3 separate regions of the Danio rerio genome follow, and all the other regions are linked to region 2. The links are chromatin contacts, called in public Hi-C and HiCAR-type maps. All regions are on one chromosome and are shown on one strand. The core of a region is the stretch at or near the end of the contact, and the rest is flanking DNA. Distances in the headings are between cores, read along the strand shown. Region 1 has its middle 44 kb from the start of faslg. Region 2 has its middle 24 kb from the start of prdx6. Region 3 overlaps si:dkey-86e18.1.

Evidence for each region. A called contact is a pair of places that touch in the nucleus more often than the background predicts. HiCAR-type assays count read pairs that join an accessible place to other places.
Region 1: a contact with region 2 is called in a Hi-C map of skeletal muscle, with 4 times the contacts expected there. The contact joins two enhancer-like sites. A contact is called at or near these places in 6 of 18 Hi-C or Micro-C datasets (caudal fin, embryo, fibroblasts and 3 more) and 1 of 4 datasets of contacts at active chromatin or transcription factors (caudal fin).
Region 3: a contact with region 2 is called in a HiCAR-type map of caudal fin, with 7 times the contacts expected there. The contact joins two enhancer-like sites. A contact is called at or near these places in 1 of 18 Hi-C or Micro-C datasets (caudal fin) and 1 of 4 datasets of contacts at active chromatin or transcription factors (caudal fin).

Annotation. Positions count from the first base shown.
Region 1 is chr20:16,871,701-16,875,419 of GRCz12tu, reverse strand. No RefSeq gene overlaps it. Among named protein-coding and RNA genes, the nearest start is that of faslg, 44 kb to the right of the region's middle. Within about 2 kb of position 1,384, at least 10 of the 62 cell types and tissues checked have an H3K27ac peak or open chromatin away from gene starts, as enhancers often do. A contact at or near this core is called in skeletal muscle, where this site is marked.
Region 2 is chr20:16,442,851-16,446,422 of GRCz12tu, reverse strand. No RefSeq gene overlaps it. Among named protein-coding and RNA genes, the nearest start is that of prdx6, 24 kb to the right of the region's middle. Within about 2 kb of position 1,647, at least 46 of the 62 cell types and tissues checked have an H3K27ac peak or open chromatin away from gene starts, as enhancers often do. A contact at or near this core is called in caudal fin and skeletal muscle, where this site is marked.
Region 3 is chr20:16,803,932-16,807,695 of GRCz12tu, reverse strand. si:dkey-86e18.1 reads right to left here. Exons shown (of 5, transcript NM_001025491.1): 5 at 2,030-2,461. The coding sequence ends at 2,064. Among named protein-coding and RNA genes, the nearest start is that of si:dkey-86e18.1, 13 kb to the right of the region's middle. Within about 2 kb of position 2,360, at least 4 of the 62 cell types and tissues checked have an H3K27ac peak or open chromatin away from gene starts, as enhancers often do. A contact at or near this core is called in caudal fin, where this site is marked.

The DNA.
Region 1 (3,719 bases), core at 135-2,634, 430 kb before region 2:
TTTTACTAGACTTAAAACATAGATCCAAATATTTTCCACATCTGGCAGGACAATCCATCTACTGCTCAAAATGTCTCAGTGATTTCTCCATTTTACAATTATAAACTGCCATCACAATATTTGCAATGCAGAGGAGATACTTTTCAATGGATTGAACCCTTTACATAGGATGTCAGTTGTATTTTTACAAACAATTCCAACAAAGATGAAACATTGTTTAAAATAAACAAGCAAACAAAAAATGGAATACAGTACAATGATTTGCAATTCTACATTGAGCTATATCTGACTGAAAAGATAATAAACAAGATTTGCAAAGCATCCCAAACGAGCAAACTAAAACCTGTTTGGAAAAATCCACTAGTGAACAAGTTAATTGTCGTAGACCAATTGTATAATTATTTTTAGATTCTAAAATAAGATCATTCTTTTAAAGAATATATACATACATCATTATCTAAAATGTAAATAAAAATATAAAACCAATGCTGTCTTATGATTGGGCTATAAGTACACATGACCCTCTGTGCCTCTATAATGCCCATTGGATAATTCAACCCTGGTGTTGTATAATCTGGGGAAAAAGTATGGGTTTTGACAACATAAAACCAAATATTTATTAACTTAGTGGATATCAATATTTTAGTGTAGGGCAATTAAGGGCTTTGTGGTTGGCTTTACATTGGGGTCACACTCTTAACCAGATAGTTTAAGAAGTATGGTTCAGTACACACAGATCAAAGACACATTTAGGTGAGTACATTGCCCAAGTTGTTTAGTGGATATAGCCTATAGTACACAATAAAAACTGCTGGCATTTAGTGCACAGAAGTGGCCAAAGCTGTATGTGCTGGAACAATGGGAGGGTGAGACATGGGGACCAACGGGCCAGATCATCACAAATGCAACACGTGGTTATTATCTTTGCACTTTAAATGTTTCTTGTCATCCTTTGTATCCTGTTTTCACTGGCCTCACTGTGTTAGATTGCAGGAAACCATGCAGCTAACATGATATGAATATGTTGAATAGGCTGTGTATTAGTAGACAGTAGGCTATGTACATTTGAGATACAAAAGTCTTAATATCATTTAGAATCGGGATTCAAAATCCATTTTAATTCTGGAAATATTTTTGGAAATATCAACCATAAGTGTAATGGTGCTAAATAAAGATTCTTCATTGTCATCAAAGGTTCCACGAAGAACCTTTAACATGCATGGGTATTTTCCATTTCACAAAAGGTTCTGTAATGTGGATTAGCTTGATGATTAAAATGTTGTGGTGACTTAAATTGGGGGGCTTAAACAATACTTAATATGACATATTTAAACTTTCAATGACTATTTATGTAACGTTCATGCATACGCCTATGCTATTGCTCCAAACCCTCGACAGAGGGAGACAAATTAAAAGACTAGGGATGCTTAAATACACTTTAAAACATGTCTAGTCCCATAACTACCACCAGGTGGCCATCTTTATACATTTGGTGCAAGGAAAGAATTATAAACACTAAGCTGATGCGAAGATAGTAAAACTCACCATGTGGAAGCAGAGGTGAGTTTTATAATCACTAAAGAGTATCAATACTTTATTTTTAAAGTATTTATCTGGATTGTAGGTCCATACACAGAACGTATCTTTTTAGAAAACACAATGGTTTAAATGAGTGCTATAATGAGACTAGTGTTTAATAAGCAAAACACAAAAGAAATGACTGGAATTTTTTTCTGTTTGTCACAATAGCTTACAAACAGTTAACATAGTCCAAATCCATGTTCCACAGCCATATCTCTCAGAGACGACTCTAAAGTTTCTTGCATCCCTAGGCAATGATTCACATATCAGTGTGCAACACCCTTATATAATAAATAATCTGACACACTAACATAAAAAATTGAGATGTTAACATTTTGATACTTTAAAAGTACACAGTATATTTTTACTATCAAACATTAAAATCTTGCTAAGAGTTCAATAAAATAAAGAGCTTAATAATAAAATTATTTATTTTAGACCACATAACTTACTCGACAAATGGATGGTACAATAACACACACTACTTGCAGATGGTACCCTTGATTTATATTAATAGATTGTTAAGATGCAGCAGCCTGGTGAGAAGGAATTAAAGTCGTTTTTGTATAAGAATTACCCTGACATATTGAGCATTAACCCCATGTGACTAATTAGCTGACTACATTAATAAAGGATCAGATGTATTTCATTTTCTGTGCTCGCACAGATGTGTGATAGCTACTGAAATCAGTTGAATTTAAACCATAAACAGATTTGATAGATTTTCTTCAAACATGTATTGGTTAACCCAATATGTCTTCTACTGATTTTATAACAACCCAGCTAGCAAAATTCATTTGGCTCAAATCCGGCCCACACCAGACACTTACATCCGGCCAATATACTGCATGGAATGATGGCACTTGGGAGGTCCACTCCTGTTTGCCAGATCTGGGCTACAATTAAGCCATAGCAATATCACACATCAGCCAGAATTCAACCAAATGAACCAGAACTTACCCTATTCTGGTTCACAGTTTGCTTTTATTCTGGCTCAGATCCGGCCGGTCCACACCAGACACTTACATCTGGACCACATACTGAATGGAATGATGGCTCTAGGGCTGTTCGCTCCTGTTTGTCAGATCTGGGCCACAAATAAGACAAAGCAATACCACATGCTAGCCAGAATTTAACCCAATGAATGAGAACTGACCCTATTCTGGGCTTAGATCTGGCCTACACCTTACACTTGCTTGGTGTGGCAAAGTACAAAAATCCCAGCATGCAATGCAGTATGAATACATTATACAGCTTATTAATGCTCCAGTTTTCATTATTTGCTTTTGATTCTGCTGTTTATGTTGACGTTGTTGATTTTGTCACTTAAGGTTTTCTGTTTGTGATGTTTGTGAGTTTTGTTCATTTTGTTAATTGTCACCGTTGATGAGGTTCATAAACTGATTATTGATGTCTCTGTGAGCAGAAGTTGAACCACAGAACCTTCATAATTTTGTGGCATGTACAAGCATATTATTACATTACTTCTAATAATGGATTAAATATGGGTTAACATCAGTGAATTAAATTATTTCATCACAGATTGTGTCTTATGCACTTCTTTTTATCAATGTTGCTTTTTTGCTTAGCTTGTTTGCTGTAATCAATGAACTTTTTAAGCAAAGTTCTTAAAATTTACAGCAGCCCAAAAGATTCAGAGATTCAGGGTTATGAGCCCAACTAAAGCAGACACTTTTCTCCATGATGGTGACTATGGTCAATGTGGTCCAGATATGTTAGGATAACCAGGCCACATTTGCCATATCTTCTCTGGGCCGCTTTAGGCTCACAGCCACATTAGCCAGAGCTAACTGTGCCAAATATTTGCCAAAAGTGGCCCACATTTGTTTTAAGATAACTGGGTCACATTTGCCATATCCTCTCTGGGCAACTTTAGGCTCACAGTCTCAATAGCCAGAGATAACTGTGCCAAATATTTGCCAAAAGTGGCCCACATTTGTTTTAAAATAACTGGGCCACATTTGCCATATCCTCTCTGGGCAACTTTAGGCTCAGGGAGTTTCATTACGTGCGACAACCCAAACACAAATGCAGGAGAGATGGACGTCAATACGGAAAGCAACATTTACAACAGATCTGAGAGCTGTGCGGATGCGGATGATTTCTCTTCACCAGAT
Region 2 (3,572 bases), core at 398-2,897:
CTCCACACAGAAATGCCAACTGACCCAGCCGAGGCTTAAACCAGCGATCTTCTTGATGTGAGGCGAACGCACTACCCGTGGTGCCACCACGCCGCCCCAATTTTAGTGACAGTGTGCAACAAATAATATTTTACATTACCATGAGTTGGATTTAGATTGAGGTAGGGGTAAAAAAAAAATTACGTTCTGCCTCATAATGACATTAATACGTTTTTGATCATGAATTATAAAAGTTGCTTGGCTCATGCTTGGTAACTTGTATTGCACCTTGCCACATTGACAGATATTTTCAAAATGAACAATATAATTAGCAAAGCTTATATTTTCCTAACACACGCTCTAATGAACCACACCATTCATGTTGTGTGTATGGATATATAATCTTCAACATTATTACTTACACAAGACTTCTTCAAGCATTCAATATTACTTGCAAATCACATTTTTTTAAATGGGTGAACTGATTCAGCCTAAAGGTCAGTCTGTAACCTTTAAATGCCTGATTGGTCAAATGTCTATATCTTATGCAAATTCGCAGGTCAGAGTTTAACGGTCATGAACAGAAAACTTCTTCGCATGAGTGTTTCTGGTCTCCCATGTTTACCTGCGTATGAATGGAAGTAAATGAAGCGTAATGACTAGTGCAACCACGGCTTAATTACTCGACTAAAACTTGCATAAAACATTTTCCTGGCTTATTATCCATAAAGATCAACTAGTTAAATGAAGCATGGTAATGATTGAGTGAGGTTTTAATCAAGTTCTTTTAAAATTGTAATTCAGGAGTGTTTATTTATGCTTAATTTAAGTTTTATTGACATTTTTAAAAGTTTTAAACTGGATATTGTCTGGTTGGTCGATGTTGTGGTAAAAAAAAATTAAAGTAGCTGGCAGTACTTTTTTCTGTAATTTACAGGTCTAATTCTATATATACAAGTAATTTTGGTTAACTACAGGCTAATATTTGGTTAATTTCATCTTTAATGTGATAGCCAAGTGCTTGAGTGTGACTATAGACTTATGAGACTTTTTCCAAATGTATACACTGTATCCATTTTTAAAATGTTTGTGCTTACAGGTGTCCTAAACACCATTGTTGTATAAAGAAAGGTTTTATATATGGTCATATGGTTATGGTATTATTGTGTTTGAATAAATTGTATCTGTCAATCATTAACCAGACTATCTATCTATCTATCTATCTATCTATCTATCTATCTATCTATCTATCTATCTATCTATCTATCTATATATATATCTATCTATCTATCTATCTATCTATCTATCTATCTATCTATCTATCTATCTATCTGTCTGTCTGTCTGTCTGTCTGTCTATCAGTCACCTACAGTATCTTTTGTCTCCTGAGAATCTGTCAGTTGAGGGTCCCTAATATTGTACATTTTCACCAGTGATCTGCTACTGCCATCTAGTGGTACTTGTCCTCTGCAAAACGTAAAGTTTCACACATGTAAATATATATTTTCTAAATATATACACTTTTTTAAAAGTCTCTTCTTTGATTATCAGGACAGTTGATGCAGATGTAAGTAATGCCATCGGCTCGTCCGCTCCCCCATCCCTTCAAACACACGCCGTCTGCGTTTACCGGGCAGTGAGGGGAATCCCTGTCTGTTTACGGGATTCTTCTGGAGGGAGGGAGAGAGCCAGAGGAAATCTGTCCTCTTCTGTGACGCACAAGAGCATCTGGTGCTCTCCGTCGAACCGCATAACTTTTCCCTGACCTTCACCCTGTTATTCGAGCTGCTGCAGTATCGCGGCTGAATAGTTGTGGAAACCCAAAGCCCGCGCGCTCCACCTGCTCCAGAGCCGAGGAACAGTGCACTCATGCCGGACACCCGGGAGTCAGGCCTCTGCTCTGGGTCAATCATTTACTCCCATAAGTGCCCGTGTGGGAACATTTTTTAGTTTTTAATGGACAAATGGAATGCTTGTGATAACAAGGCTTCCTTTCATGCCTCATTGACACCTGGCGCTGCTGTGTTTGGAGTCACAGTTTCTAAATTCCATCACATTTTTGTAGGTCGATCAACAAGGTTGGAAGTCCAACAACACATCAGAGAAGCTCTTAAAGGAATAGCTCCTTCTGTTTATTTTATAATAACACAATAACAATCATCTTTGTTATCTTGAGGCAGCCACAAAACCCGAGGAAAGCATTTTCATGGTGAGTAAAATAAAATTGAATTAAATAAAATAATAAATAAGTGAAAAATTAAATAAAGTACTTTATGAATAATAAGATAAAATAATCATCTAATGTTTAAGAAAATAAATATTAAATCTAAAGTTTAAAAAACGGAAAATAATCATCTAATTTAAAATATAAAACAAGTAGTATATAAACCTAAACAAAATAAGTAAATATAAAACATAATATAATTATGGTTATTAAAATAAAAAGGTAAAGTTGAAATTATCATCTAACTTAGATAAAATAAATGTTAAATAATTATAAATAATAAAATAAACAATAGACCTTTTTTGACACAAAAGAAGATATTTTGAAGAAGGTTGGACCATTAACATCATCCACATTAAGGAATCCACATCCCATCATCCACATTAAGGAAATCAAAGCCTATCAATGAGATCTCAATTGTTAACGGGTTTCTCCTTGGTTTAGTAAACCTGTAAAATAAGATATTTGAGATACAATCTGAGGTCTTATACCACCATCTATTGGCTATTAGGTGTGGTGCAGGGAATTGTCCGAGTACTTTTAACAATAGGCAACTATTTTCGGGGTCATTTCAGGATACTACAACCGCTAATTTTAAATAATATTAAATTACCCAATCTAAAAATATAGATTATTCAGACATGGTAGAGAACATAATAAATGTTTACTTTTTTACTTAAACACTAAAGCCTGCACATGATTCTAAAAATAGGTTAAATTTATTAGCTTTTAGAGATTCCACATTAACCAAATATCAACATCTAATTATTACAGCTTGACATTATGTGGATGTTACCACTATGACGTCTATCAAACATTGAATTTTGGTTGCCATACTTGACAAATAAATAGGTGCGTTCGACATGAAGCTCAGCTGCAGCCGGTGATCAACGAGATTAGCCGAGCGCAGGCGGGGCGGAGTTGAAAACGGAGCCGTCAAGACGGACAGCTGGACACTTCGGGACTCAAAGTTGCTGCAGTCATGATGACCGATCACATGGCGTCATCATATTTTTTTTGTTATTTTTATTTATAACAACAAAACATTTACAAATAAAACAGAATACAGGCTCTTCAAACTGTAGTTCCTTTTTAAACAATAAGAGAGAATTATGAATAAAATATATAACAAATGCATGAGAGAAATAAGAGGAAATGAGAGGTTAATATAAACATAAAAACGAACAAGTCTATTAAATACAAAGCAATAAGCATAAATTCTAGGAGTTAAACATCAATCTTTAGGCTAATACTTCTTGTTTGAATCTGCTAAAAAAGGGTTAACATATATGTACATTTATAGATATAAAAATTTCCCATGTAAAAAGCAAAACAAGGTGTTTTGGTTAGGTCTTAATAAATGACATTA
Region 3 (3,764 bases), core at 1,111-3,610, 360 kb before region 2:
CTGCAGCTAGCAACGCTGCTGAAGAAATGCAGAAGGATAGACAATTCTGTTTGGTAACGCTTCACGTCACCTACTCAAAGTGAATGGGAAGTGTTGACGCTGACGCCCCGTCTTATGAGTTGTTGCTTGATCAGATACAGTTGCGAATGTAAGTTAACAAGAATTGTTTTTATTATTTATAAAGTTTTCCATTTATTGTATTTTATTAACGTCTACCCTTACCGCAACAGTCACAGTAATGTAAAAACAGTTGCTAATGAACAGTTGTAGTTAATTAAATGAACGGAGCACAACCGTGCAACAGAACTTAGATAAGCTCGGAAAAAACAAAGCTTGAAAAAATAAATTACATGGTTGTTTTGAGCAACAGGTTTCAGCCACTGTTTTAACTCGTCTTTCTCCAACCAGGAATATGCAAACTTTATCCCATTTTGTCATCTGTTTTGCTCTATGGCAGGGCTATTCAATTAGTTTGTCATGGGGGCCAGTTCATAAAAATCATCCCAAACAAGGGGCCAGAGAGATATGACTTGCAATATAATTAATGACACAACAGCATATAAAAGCCCATATGTTGTATTTTTGCTCCTTAAGACACCCACATTCAATTTTTCTACATTAAAATGTTAATATATTGTATTTTGAAACTATATAACATCACTGCATTGTGCAATGAAACAGTGACAATTGCAAAGATTATAGATTTTGGTTGTGCAATTATATAGTCTGAAGTATAATCAATTGCTTCACGGATATCACGTCTAATGTAAATTTAAGCTTTAAATTAGGTATTTAAATGAACTGTTGTTATAATCTGTGTTTATACATACATAATCATGAGATAATATATCTCATAATCTCATATCTCATAATCAGAGATGTTTTCTACTCGGTGCGTCTGGAGTGCGCGAGCACATCGCTCTACTTTCGCATAAATATTGGCATATATTCTAATATTTGTATTAACAATATTGCACGTGGAAAAGACGCAATATGTGAACGGCCCGCTGCTATAGTTAATCCAGTATGCATGTGTATTAGCCTTGGTTTAGCTATAAGCTTGTAACTTTAAACTAGCGCACAGGTGGCAAAACTTTGTTTAGTTGCAGCAGTTTTGTTCCAGAAATGTGCATTGAGAAGCCTTTAAGCTTAAGTATCTAAATGTTTCGGCTGCTTGGAAACAGTGCAATTTCGGCCCGTGGGCCGCCAGTTGAATAGCCCTGCTTTATGGTTTTACAACGTGTGGAGAATGTCACATCACCCTCCAGCGTTTGACGCAAATTACGTGACATCACCCGGACAGAGAAGCTTGGCCAGAGAAGCTTAAGACCTCGTAAAAACAGAATTGAGACTTTTTAATACCTTTTAAGGGCCTTATTTTTTTTCATAATTGATTTATTAACTTTTAATACTTTTTAAGACCTCGTGGACACCTTGGACAAACTAGCCAGACAGTAATGTATGAATTGTGGAGCTAGCTAAATCTAAAAAAAAAAAACATCTGTATTTTTTTAGCAAGTGTATGTTTTTACTTTTATTCTTCCCATAATAAAATATACTATTAGAGCAACTCATGTTCTGTTGTCGTTCATAATATAATAAAAGTTTAATAGGTAAAACTGTCCGAGATGTGAACAAAAGCAAGTGATGCATCAAAGTTTGATTATAAAAAAATCTAGAATGGTTATAAAATCTTTAGAATAATTAAAATAATTTAGAAAAATAATAAAAATAATTCGTTTAAAAATATTCAATAATATTAATGATATGATGTAGTTTCGGAAACGTTTTACTTCTCTGTTTAACCGACTGATTTTACGGTGGTTTTTTGATGACCACCACCCTCCCACACCCCCGTTGTTTTAAAGAATATCAAAATGGCAAACACGTCAAGTATAACGACGCGATGCCAGGCAAAAGTATAAATCAGCCTTAACTGTCAATTCCCTTACAAATGAAATAAGAATAAATTATGAAAAAAGTGTTTATTTTTGGTTGAACTATCCTTTAAAGTGTTTCTGCATCAGTAAAACATAACAAAAACAAAAATGCATTTGAGCCTGCTAAATCTCCTCCTCTGAGGATGACGAGTAGCAGTCGAGTCCCAGTAAATGTCTTGTTTTTCTCTGTTGTGTTTCAGCATCTGAAAGCTTCTGTGTTCTCTCCTGTGCTGCAGTCTGTGCGAGCGGGAGGCTGTGGAGGTTTGGCAGGCCACAGAACAGCACTCGAGTCAGCGTACCTGTGTCCTGTTGCTGCCCTGCCAAAGCCACACGTGAACTGGCCACCGCCACAGCCAGCCGGGACTGATCAAAACACAACGGGGCATCCTGGTCTGGTGGTTCAGAGGCTGACGGTGTGCAAAGCTGTTGGACGTTAGTCAGAAGTGTGTGGTTTTCTTCTGAGTTCGTGTCCTCATTAACTTCCTCCTCTCTGACAAGCGTGTCAAGGCATGTTTTCTTAGCTAGGAAGAAATAATGATGACTACATTATTATGAGCATCACTTTCCATGTATGAAGCTGTCATGATTCACATGATCCTCAGCTACTGGAATATTCCTGCATGCATATTCAGCATGTTACTCATACACATGTTGTTGCTTTTCTGCTGTCTTGTGGAAATACTAGAAATTCAGCTTTATTATGATGCATTTGCAGTTAGTAGTAAGACTCTGTGACACATTTCTTTTAAAGTTTTAGAAATTATTATTATAAACTTGTATTAAGGACACTAATCAGGATCTCACTGACAGTATTATTGAAGTCAACATAGTTTAACCACTTAAACTCTGCTGCTATTTGGGGATTTCCGCCTGGATTTTGCCTACCCAAATTTAAAAGCTTCCCAAACCCACATGCAGAGGTGTAAATGCAAAAATTTGGTATCATTTTAAAGAAAACCCTTTGAATTTTCATAAAACACTATTGAAAGTGTTTAAAATAACTGTATATGTCGTCTATGTTATTATAAACACCTACAAAAACAGGCGCTTTTTGTATTTTTTTTTTATAAACTCAAATTTGAAAGTGTAACTTTTAGGTTCTGTGTGGTCTAGCGTGCTGTAATTAATTTTGCTGGTTCCTGCACATGTCTGTAATCATAGGAAAAAAGAAAAAGGTCTCTACCATAATCTATTGCATTCCAACTGATGAAAGGTGCTGTACAAGCCACAGAGACCGATCCTTGTTTACATATTTCACTATTCTTTTGTTTGATCAAACATAATTCACTGTGTTTGGACCACATCAGACATATAAAAGGATTACTTATGCACATCACCTCAAAAACAGAGGAGAATGGCCCTGAAGTGCACAGCATAAGGTAAGAGATGACAGCTGTCTGTGCTATCTGGGGCTGCTTATTGATCATGAATGTATTGTTTACATATTGTGCCATGGAAACACCACAATTCATTCAACAACTGTTTGGCATATGAATATAATTCAGTAAAAAGAATGCTAGAACTGTATGAGCACCGGCAAGAGCTTTCATTTGAGCTATAACTTGTACATGTGTCATATAAAAAATATGAAAATGGACCAATGTAAAATACCTAGCTCGGGTATCCACAATACTGTGTATTTAAGTGTAAATAACTTTTTTACAGTACAGTAAAAACCAAAGTGATGGATATGTGCATAAAATATAGATTCTACACTTTCAAACGACACCACTTACGGGGGTCTGGTGCAATGCTAGCCCTTTAAATCTGAAAGCGAAAGTCGATGACCTCACGGACCCGGTAAGTGATTAGATGCTTTATTTT